2 separate regions of the Mus musculus genome follow, and region 2 is linked to region 1. Evidence: chromatin contacts called from public promoter capture Hi-C data. All regions are on one chromosome and are shown on one strand. Each heading gives the region's core, a stretch centred on a gene start, on an enhancer-like site or on the middle of the called end of the contact. The rest is flanking DNA. Distances are from core to core; before and after follow the strand shown. Region 1 holds the start of Rplp0 (ribosomal protein, large, P0). Region 2 holds the start of Setd1b (SET domain containing 1B).

Evidence for each region. Promoter capture Hi-C pulls out the DNA fragments that hold promoters and counts their contacts.
Region 2: a promoter capture Hi-C map of cranial neural crest shows a contact between it and region 1. The contact joins the promoter of Setd1b here to the promoter of Rplp0 in region 1.

Annotation. Positions count from the first base shown.
Region 1 is chr5:115,556,835-115,561,683 of GRCm38.p6, forward strand. It overlaps Rplp0 (ribosomal protein, large, P0), which reads left to right and starts at 2,633. Exons shown (of 7, transcript NM_007475.5): 1 at 2,633-2,705; 2 at 2,953-3,054; 3 at 3,907-4,170; 4 at 4,265-4,411; 5 at 4,499-4,684. The coding sequence starts at 3,001.
Region 2 is chr5:123,140,544-123,145,476 of GRCm38.p6, forward strand. It overlaps Setd1b (SET domain containing 1B), which reads left to right and starts at 1,650. Exons shown (of 17, transcript NM_001040398.2): 1 at 1,650-1,911; 2 at 2,400-2,584; 3 at 2,813-2,911; 4 at 3,538-3,808. The coding sequence starts at 2,414. It also overlaps a transcript of Rhof not described here.

The DNA of each region.
Region 1 (4,849 bases), core at 1,383-3,882:
TCTGGAGGCTTGGAGATAGAAGTTTCTGATCTGGATCTTGGTATGGAGATCTTTTTTTTTTTTTTTTTTTTGGTTTTTCGAGACAGGGTTTCTCTTTATAGCTCTGGCTGTCCTGGAACTCACTTTATAGACCAGGCTGGCCTCGAACTCAGAAATCCGCCTGCCTCTGCCTCCCGAGTGCTGGGGCTAAAGGCGTGCGCCACCATGCCCGGCCTGGTATGGAGATCTTGAGGCCTAGTGGCTATGGATTCCAGAAGATTAAATCTCCGAGTTTAAGGTCATCTGGGATTAAAGATGTGGTGGAACACATCTTTAATCTGGGCTACACCTTTCATCTGGGATTAAGAGGTGTGGTGGAACACACCTTTAATCTGGGCTACACCTTTCATCTGGGATTAAGAGGTGTGGTGGAACACACCTTTAATCTGGGCTACACCTTCTGCTGGAGACAATATAAGGACATTGGAAGAAGGGAGTCTTGCTCTTGCTCTCTTGCCTGCTTGCCGTGTGTGACTGAGCTAGATCCTTGGACTCCCATTCACAGCTACTACTGAACCATTGTTGGGAATTCGGCTGCAGACTGTAAGTCATTAATAAATTCCTTTACTATATAGAGACTATCCATAAGTTCTGTGACTCTAGAGAACCCTAACTAATATATATTGGTGTACGACAGTTAGGGTATTTATAGTGTCAGAGTCAGGATGTCTTTGGAAATGTAACGTAGCCATTATGTATGCACTTGGAAAAGTGCGTTTAGAGAAAGAGAGACATGGGGTTTGGATTTGACTGTGGAGCACAGTGGGGCCCACACAGTGGCCTTTGAACCTGTTTCTGCAGCCTTCTGAAATCATCAGGTGATTTAAACACTCTGGGCGCTTTCTTGTGGATAAAGTATTGCACCTCAGGACTTGGGGGGTGGGGATGGGGTGACGGTGGTAGCTTCAGGAACATGCACCAGCACTTAGTGCTGAGCATGGGGAATCCTTGTCATTAAAGAGCGACCTCAGCAGCCACTGATGCCTGCAGTTCTCAAACTGGACTGATCTTCAAAGGCACCAGGAAGCTTTAAAACAACAGACTGCTTGTTTAGCATGAACAAGGCCCTAGGTTCAATATCTTCCCCCATATATACACACTTATTTATATATGGATATTTATTTATTCATGGGTCTGGGAAGATGGCTCAGCAATTAAAAACAAGGCAGGAGTGAGACTGTCTCAGTAAAACAATTATCCAAATAATGTTGAACGACTGTGTGTGTATATATATAATGTGTATATATATATATATATATTATATATATATATATATATTATATATATATATATATATATATATATATATATGTGAAGAAGCTAGTTTTATGTATCGATTTTCTCCCGTATCCCTGGAAGGGAAAGCAAACGGTCAATAAAGTGGAAGTGCTTTTTAAGACAACACAGCAAGCGGCAGAACAAAGTTATGGATCCGGGTCTCATCTGGCCGCATGCCCTGCGTTTTGCCTGCTCAACAAATACTTATCTGCCCACTGTCTGGCAGGCACAGAATAAAATCTCTGCCCTGTGGAGCTTACCTTCCTGCAGGGAGAGGCTGACAAGCAGAATGTGGTGAATTATACAGCGAGTTAGATGGTGTAAGTGCTGCAGGAGAAGGTGGGAGAGTAAGGGAGAGTAGGTTTGGTTTTGCCCCCGCCCTTAAAATTTGAAATCAAGAATCAGGGCAGGTCTCCTTGAGTAGATAGCATTTGCAGCAAGATGTGGGGGAGGTGAGTTTCTCTGACCGAAGCTGGCCAGCACCATTCAAAAAGCTGTGAAGCCGGTGGTGGTGGCGCACACCTTTAATCCCAGCACTTGGGAGGCAGAGGCAGGCGGATTTCTGAGTTCAAGGCCAGCCTGGTCTACAAAGTGAGTTCCAGGACATCCAGGGCTATACAGAGAAACCCTGTCTCGAAAAACCAAAACCAAAACCAAAAAAAAAAAAAGGCATACTCTTGAAGGGGATAAAAGGGCAAAGGGATCAGGCGAGAGGCAAACACATCAGTAGGAAAGCAAGAAAACAGATTGCGACAGTGGAAACAGTCGTGTGGGACCTTGAGAATAGTCTACGTTTTAGGCGTTTACTCAGAGAAAACGGCAATCTTTGATTAACTTTGTGCGGGTGAAGATGTAGGTTTTGAAAGGAAGAACAAAACGGGCAGTGGTGGCGCACGCCTTTAATCCCAGCACTTGGGAGGCAGAGGCAGGCAGATTTCTGAGTTTGAGGCCAGCCTGGTCTACAAAGTGAGTTCCAGGACAGCCAGGATATACAGAAAAACCTAAAAAAATAAAAAATAAATAAATTAAAAGAAAGAAAAAAGAATGGAAGAACAAGAGGAGACTAGAGCATCAGCTAGGGTTTCGCAGAAAGTTGTTTTGCTGTACTGACTCGGTGACGCTGCAGGGCGGCTCCGACCCAGCAGAGGGCAGCAGGTCTGAAAGCGCGCCTCCTGCGGCCGGGTGCTGTCTTTACTTTCCCGACTTGCTGGAGTGGCAGCGGTCTCAGCCAATAGACGCGCATGTTTATTGAGTGAGGCAGGACAGTCGATGGAACCAGCCAATAGGCATGGACGACGTCGTCTTCGGGTTTCGAGGACCGCCTGGTTCTCCTATAAAAGGCACACGCGGGCATGCGGCCCGTCTCTCGCCAGGCGTCCTCGTTGGAGGTTGGGGGGTTGTTTTGTTGTGGGAGGGCGGCAAGAGCGCGGGGACGTTGCGGGTGGGAGCGATGGGCTCGGGAAGGATCGCGGCCGGGCTCTGCCCGTCCGGTCTACCGCCTGGCTTGTCGGATCGCCCGCGCTGCTGGCGGCCGCAGCCCGGGGCCCAGCTCTGGCGTGGCCGGCTTGGCCTAGGCCTGGGATCGGGGCCGGTGTTGGGGTTACCGGGCTCAAGCTGCCCCCTCTCTCTCCCCAGTGACATCGTCTTTAAACCCCGCGTGGCAATCCCTGACGCACCGCCGTGATGCCCAGGGAAGACAGGGCGACCTGGAAGTCCAACTACTTCCTCAAGATCATCGTAAGTGTGGAGCGGGCCGGGGACGCGCGGCTTCCGCCTCCGGGTCTTCCCGGGGCGGTCGTTGGCCACGCGCTTTAACAGAGTTTGGGCATCCTGGGGAAGTTCTGTAGTCTTGGGATCTCCCCCCCCCCCCCCCGCGTTCCAGAACTAGCTCGCTCACCCAGTTTTTCATCTCGTCGAGCCCTTCGCGTTTGTGCAAAGGGCTGAGACTGGAGTGATTCATCTTGTTGCCCATCTGAGACCTGCCAGTCAGGCTGCTGTTGAGTGACTTAATTACAAAAGGCCTTTGAGGTGGCTTTGAACCAGAGCTACCAGACTTTGTAGGTACCAGTCTGTTTTAGTTAACTTTTCTTTTTTTTTTCCGAGACAGAGACAAAGATTTTTGGGTCTGGTAGTACCTTTTATATTTCACAACCTAAGATCCCCCGACCTCTCTATAATTTGTTTTCTGTGCTTTTTAAGTCTGTCTCTTCCCTGATCAGAGTCACTTTGGTCACCCAGGCACGCCTTATTTAAAAAGTAAAGCTTAAGATTTACTTGAGGCAAGTCTTCCCCCTATAGCTCTGGCTGGCCTCGGATTAGCAATTAAGCCTTACCTGTCTTTACAGGTGTGGCACCACACCCAGCTAAAAGTTAATTTTTGGCTGTGACAGTAATTTTGTGATACTCGTAACCAGCAAGGAAGCTGGATCAGATAAAGACAGACGTTGGGCTCGGGTGGCTGGCTCCTAGCGAGAAGTGTCACACCTAGGGTGAAGCAATGGGGAGGTAGAGGTAGCAGGGTTTCGGGTTTTGCTGGGTATTTTTTGTTTGTTTTCCTCTCAATGTAGTTTTTCCTGGCTTCCTTCATAGCAACTTTTGGATGATTATCCAAAATGCTTCATTGTGGGAGCAGACAACGTGGGCTCCAAGCAGATGCAGCAGATCCGCATGTCGCTCCGAGGGAAGGCCGTGGTGCTGATGGGCAAGAACACCATGATGCGCAAGGCTATCAGGGGCCACCTGGAGAACAACCCAGCTCTGGAGAAACTGCTGCCTCACATCCGGGGGAACGTGGGCTTCGTGTTCACCAAGGAGGACCTCACTGAGATTCGGGATATGCTGTTGGCCAATAAGGTAAGGGGCTGGGACGATGAATGAGGATTTGGCCATTTCGGGGCTTTCACCGATGGAGAGGCATTTCACCGTCGACTACCTCTGTTCTGTTTAGGTGCCAGCTGCTGCTCGGGCTGGTGCCATCGCCCCGTGTGAGGTCACTGTGCCAGCTCAGAACACTGGTCTAGGACCCGAGAAGACCTCCTTCTTCCAGGCTTTGGGCATCACCACGAAAATCTCCAGAGGCACCATTGAAATTCTGGTGAGTAGATGGCCTGCAGTGGTCGGTCCTTTGGGCTGGGCCTCCTGTGTGTCCAGATGATAACTGTCCTGCTGTTCTCTTCCTCAGAGTGATGTGCAGCTGATAAAGACTGGAGACAAGGTGGGAGCCAGCGAGGCCACACTGCTGAACATGCTGAACATCTCCCCCTTCTCCTTCGGGCTGATCATCCAGCAGGTGTTTGACAACGGCAGCATTTATAACCCTGAAGTGCTCGACATCACAGAGCAGGCCCTGCACTCTCGCTTTCTGGAGGTATGTCTGCCCAGCTCCTTCCTCCCATGCTGAGTGTGACAACAGATTCGTGCTGGCATCTTCAGTTGTTCCATCTTCTCATCTGCAGAAAATAGAGTTGGGCAGGAGGTCATGTGCTGGGACTCTAAAGGTTGTTAGCCTGTGATAGCAAAACACTGCCTGTGG
Region 2 (4,933 bases), core at 400-2,899, 7.6 Mb after region 1:
ACAGTAACAACAGCTCACAGTTTTTTTGTTATTGTTGCCGTTTCGCTACAACTATACATTTAAAACATTACCTTGTTAAAAAATAGAATTAATAAGATGGTCAGGCTTAAGTGTTTAATAGAGGAAACTATATTTAAAAATTTATTGTTCAGTCAAGAGAATACAGATTAAGACAGCTCCAAGCTCTCCCACCCACCCACCCGAGAAAAAAAAAAAAGGAAAAAAATTAAATATGTCATTTACTTAGGTTTTTTTGAATTCAAAACTGTTAACTGCTGACATTAATAGTGTGCTATGACCTAGTTATACAAGACAAAGATGGATTCCAAGTCATAAGGAAAAATCCAGATCTTTTTAAAAGGTCTTCATTCTTCCAAGTGTGAGTCCTTTGGCAAATGTTAAACACATTCAGGCGTCCTGAACTGGATGGTGGAGTCAAAGGAAAAGCATTCCCCATTTGCAACAAAGGAAAAACCCACTTGGCCATTTAATTCCATTGCAGAAAAATGGCTCCCTCATCTGTTGGCCTCTCCTTGGAGTCTGATGAAGGATGTTTTGAGATCAGCGTCTAATAACTCAAGCCCTATAGAAGCCGCGCGCTGATTGGCTGCCGCACCCTGCCGCCCTGCTCCAGCCAATTACCTACCCACGGCCAAATTACAAACCCCGAAAAGAGCCCCAATATGAAATACACCACCACGAAGCCCCGGCGAGGCGGCTGCTTCGCCTCGGCAGCCCGAGAAGAGAGACCGAGGGCGTCTGCAACCAGATCCACGCGAAAAGCCGGGGAAGCCTACGAGTTGAACTCACAAAATGGAAGCCGAGCGCTGATTGGCCGCCGCCACTCCCGGACCTTTAATAAAGAAAGGGGAAGGAAAATGATAAATGCAAAAAAGGGGACTCTCTGTCGCTGGTGGCTGGAGGAAGGAGGGAGGGAGAAGCATGTGTTCAAGACAATTACTGGGCGCTCCCCTCCAAAAATAAAAACAGAAAGGCAAAAAATAAAAACGAAAAAATAAAGAGAAAGAGCTATCTTCCCCGTCCAGGCGAGGGTTGTATCCTCCCAGGAATGTGAAGGCTAGTGTGGTTCCAAACCTTGGTTTCCCTTCCCCAGCACAGCTCCTGGGAGGGAGGGGGCGTGCGGGCCAAAGAGGAAGCGGGATCGGAGATACCTCGATTGCAAACTCGTTTGGGGTCGACGTCTGCCTCCCCTCCAGGCTTCTAGTAGTCATACACACGATCACCCCCCACTCGAAACCCAGCCCTTTTCGCCGAGACTCCACGCGTCCACCACCGGCCTGGGCAGTTTGGAAACAGTTTGGGAGGCCCTGGGGGCGCACACCGTGGAGTCTTCCGTAGCTGGAAGGGTAGCCCCAGCCGCGGGGGAGATAGAAGCCGTGGAGACCCCCCTCTCCCCCGTCAGCCAAGCCCCCCACCTCAGTCCCAGCAGAATAAATAAATTAAAAGGCCTTCCCCCCGGGGAAGGGGGGGGAGGCAGTGTGGGAGCGCGCGAGTGAGGGGTGGGGGGCCGCTGGGGCCCGGGGCTTTGGCGGCGCAGCTGCCGCCGCCGGGAGAGTGCCTGGGGAAGCGGCGAGGAAGGCGAGGGGAGGAGGAAGAGGAGGAGGAGGAGGAAGAGGAGGAGGGTGAGCACTCGGGTCGGGCTCCTTAGCGGTGTATTGTGGGATGTGCGGCTACTGGGAGCCGAGCCTCCGCCGCCAGCCGCCTCCCGGGCAGCAGCAGCAGCAGCAGCGGCGGCGGCAGCAGCAAGGGCAGCGGCAGCTCGGGGCCCGGCAGCCGCTAAGGCGGCGTCCCCCCCATCCCGGCCCCCGGTCCGGCCGCCCCGGCCTCGGCTCCCGCGGGGGACACCATGTACTGGCTGGCGGCGCAGGGAGGCCGGCGCCCGGCGGGGATGTAAGCGCGGCGCAGGGAAGGGAGGAGAGAGAGAGAGAGAGAGAGAGAGAGAGGCCGCGGTCAGAGGAGCCGGGCAGCCCGAGCCCCCGGCCCCCGCCCGGGCGGGCGACGCCAGGCCCTGCCGCGCGCCCCGCTCCCGAGCCGGGCCGAGCGCCACGCCGGGCGGCTGGCGGCACCATGGGCCGGAGCCCGCGTCCTCCGTGCGTCCCGGACCGCGCCAGCCCGCAGCGGGGGCCCCGGGCAGCCCCTCGCTGCCAGCCGGAGACGGTGGCCGAGCGGGCGGGCGCGTAAACCCTCCGGAAAGGGTTTATTCTCTCGCTCCATTCTTAGATTTTTTTTCCTCGGGAGGCGGGGGGGGGGGGGAGAGGCAGCGAGACAAGCTTTCGGGGCGCGCTGGTAAGGTGGGAGGGGGGTGGGGGCCAGCCGATTGGATTCTCGGGCGAATGTGTAGAAGCGTCGGAGAGGACAACAACTTGCTTGGGTTTCAGGTTGGGTTAACGGCATGGAGAACAGTCACCCCCACCACCACCACCAGCAGCCCCCGCCGCAGCCCGGCCCTTCGGGCGAGAGGAGGAACCACCATTGGAGAAGTTACAAGTTGATGATTGACCCGGCTCTGAAAAAGGGGCACCATAAACTGTACCGCTACGATGGGCAGCATTTCAGCCTGGCCGTGAGTAGCCGGCGCGCCTTCCCGCCACCCCCACCCACCCCCGGTGGAGCCCCCAGACAAGAGGCGAACGGAGGGGGACCCCTCTTCCAGCTACCTGGGCCAACTGTCAGCCAGGACTCCCTCCCCTCAGCCTGGAGTGGGACTGGTGCCTTGAGGGGGGGGGGTCTGCCCCTGCCCCTGGGGAGGGTGCCAGCCCTTCTATACTGAACCCCCTGTCTCTGCCCACAGATGTCCAGCAACCGCCCGGTGGAGATCGTGGAAGATCCCCGGGTGGTCGGAATCTGGACCAAAAACAAGGAGCTGGAGCTGTCTGTGCCCAAATTCAAGGTAGGACCCCTCCTCTCTGTCTTATGGTCCCTCCCCCCCTCCTTCCCCGAGTTCGAAAATAACGCCAGTCCTGACCAAGCCCAGCCGGATTCTTAGTTCCCGCCGTCCAGGACTGGGAAGTTTTGGCGGGGAGGGGGGAGAGGGGTGTCCCCTCCGGGCCACTGTAAACAAAATAACACTCGGAGAAACTGTAACGAGGGCACTGAGACTGTATCATGCCGGCAGAGCTGGGGGCTCCCGGTCCCCACCTGGGTCCTTGCGCACCCAGGGCCCTGGCTCAGGGACCCGCCCCCCTCCCAACCCTTTGGCTTTAAAGGGGACAACTTCCTAGACCAGAGGGTCGTCTGGGATCCAGCAGCAAGGATAGGAGGCCAGAATAGGGGGGTGGGGAAAGAGAAACTGTTTCTTTTTCCCCTTTCCTTTCGAACCCAGAGGACTTCCAGGTTCCAAACGATTTAATCCTCTGCTTCCTAGGCCCGCCCGCATGCTTTTTTTGTTTTCTTTTTTCTTTTTCTTTCTTTTTTTTAACTGCTGGGCAAGTGAGGCGTGCTTGTGTTTTCTCTTTGGTTTTAATGTTTTCCAAACTCCCTCCCCCCCCCCCCCACCTCGGCCGCGGCCCCTGGCAGATCGATGAGTTCTACGTGGGCCCTGTGCCTCCAAAGCAGGTGACATTTGCCAAGCTGAATGACAACGTCCGTGAAAACTTCCTAAGGGACATGTGCAAAAAGTATGGGGAGGTGGAGGAGGTGGAGATCTTGTATAACCCGAAGACCAAGAAACACCTGGGCATTGCCAAGGTGGTCTTTGCCACAGTCAGGGGCGCCAAGGAGGCCGTCCAACACCTGCACAGCACTTCTGTCATGGGCAACATTATCCACGTGGAGCTGGACACCAAAGGTTAGTGGTGGCCCGGCCGGTTGGTGGCCTGTGGGGGAGGAGCTGGAAGGCCACCTGTCAGTCTCACCCTCATCTTGGAAACCCCTTTATCGTTCCTTGTCTCTTCTTTGGGATTCCCCACCACCACCACCACCATTTATTTTTTGTCCCCTCCGGAGGGCAGAGTCACATGGAGCCAAATGTGTTGTCTGTTGCTAGGAGACAGACTATAATTTACCAAATGTGCCAGTCCTTGGCCACTGCACCCTTAGGGACCACCCAGAGGCTTCCCCCACCTATGACACCCCTGTGGGCCCCTCTCTGAGCCCCTGTGGCCTGCGTTTAGACAGTCCCTAGTGTTGCTGCCTGTGTTAGGGGAGATGGGAGGGTTTGTTTATTTGTTGGGGGCAGAAGAAGAACCGTGTGCCTTTAAATTCATAAAAGTCATTCCTTAAAGATCTAGGGTGCCCGTGCCCCTTCACCCCCTACCGGTGCCCCTTCCCTGAACCAATCTGAGCCGAGGAGTGTTTCATTGATAATGTTCTGATAGCATTGATAGTGGATCTTGGGGGCGGGCTGCTCTGGGTGCTCATGGGTTGACACTTGTCTTCCCTCCTCTCTCTTAAAGAGACCGCAGCACCTCTGTTTGCTCAGGCAGGCTGGGGAGCCACACCTCCTACCTCCAGAGCTGTTGACTCTCCTCCACCCCCACCCCCACCCCCGCATCCTGGCTCAGGTGAAAAGGCCTGACAAGACACAGAGGGCATCCCCCCTAAGTTTACCTGCGTCCTTTCTAAGACATCCCTGCCAGTCTGCGGGCAAGTGCAGGGGGCTTTGGGACCAGGTGGTCCCGTGATCCTAATGTCAAGTCCGGGGGTTGGAGGAGGGGCGTGGCACTGTTGAACCCTGCCTGGGAGGACTCCAGGGGTGAACACCAGGGATTTTTCTTTTTGAGTTTCTGAGCACACACCAAAGGCAAGACAGAAAAACTTAACTTTGTTTTGCTTTTAATGATGGCGACATGCAGTCTCTAAGACCTAAGACCGCGCTGGGTGTTGTCGCAAAGGGTTGTGGTTTGTGGTAATTTTGAGTGGATTTGGCAATTTTGAGTGGATTTGGTTACCCCCCAACCCCCGCTTGCAAAGC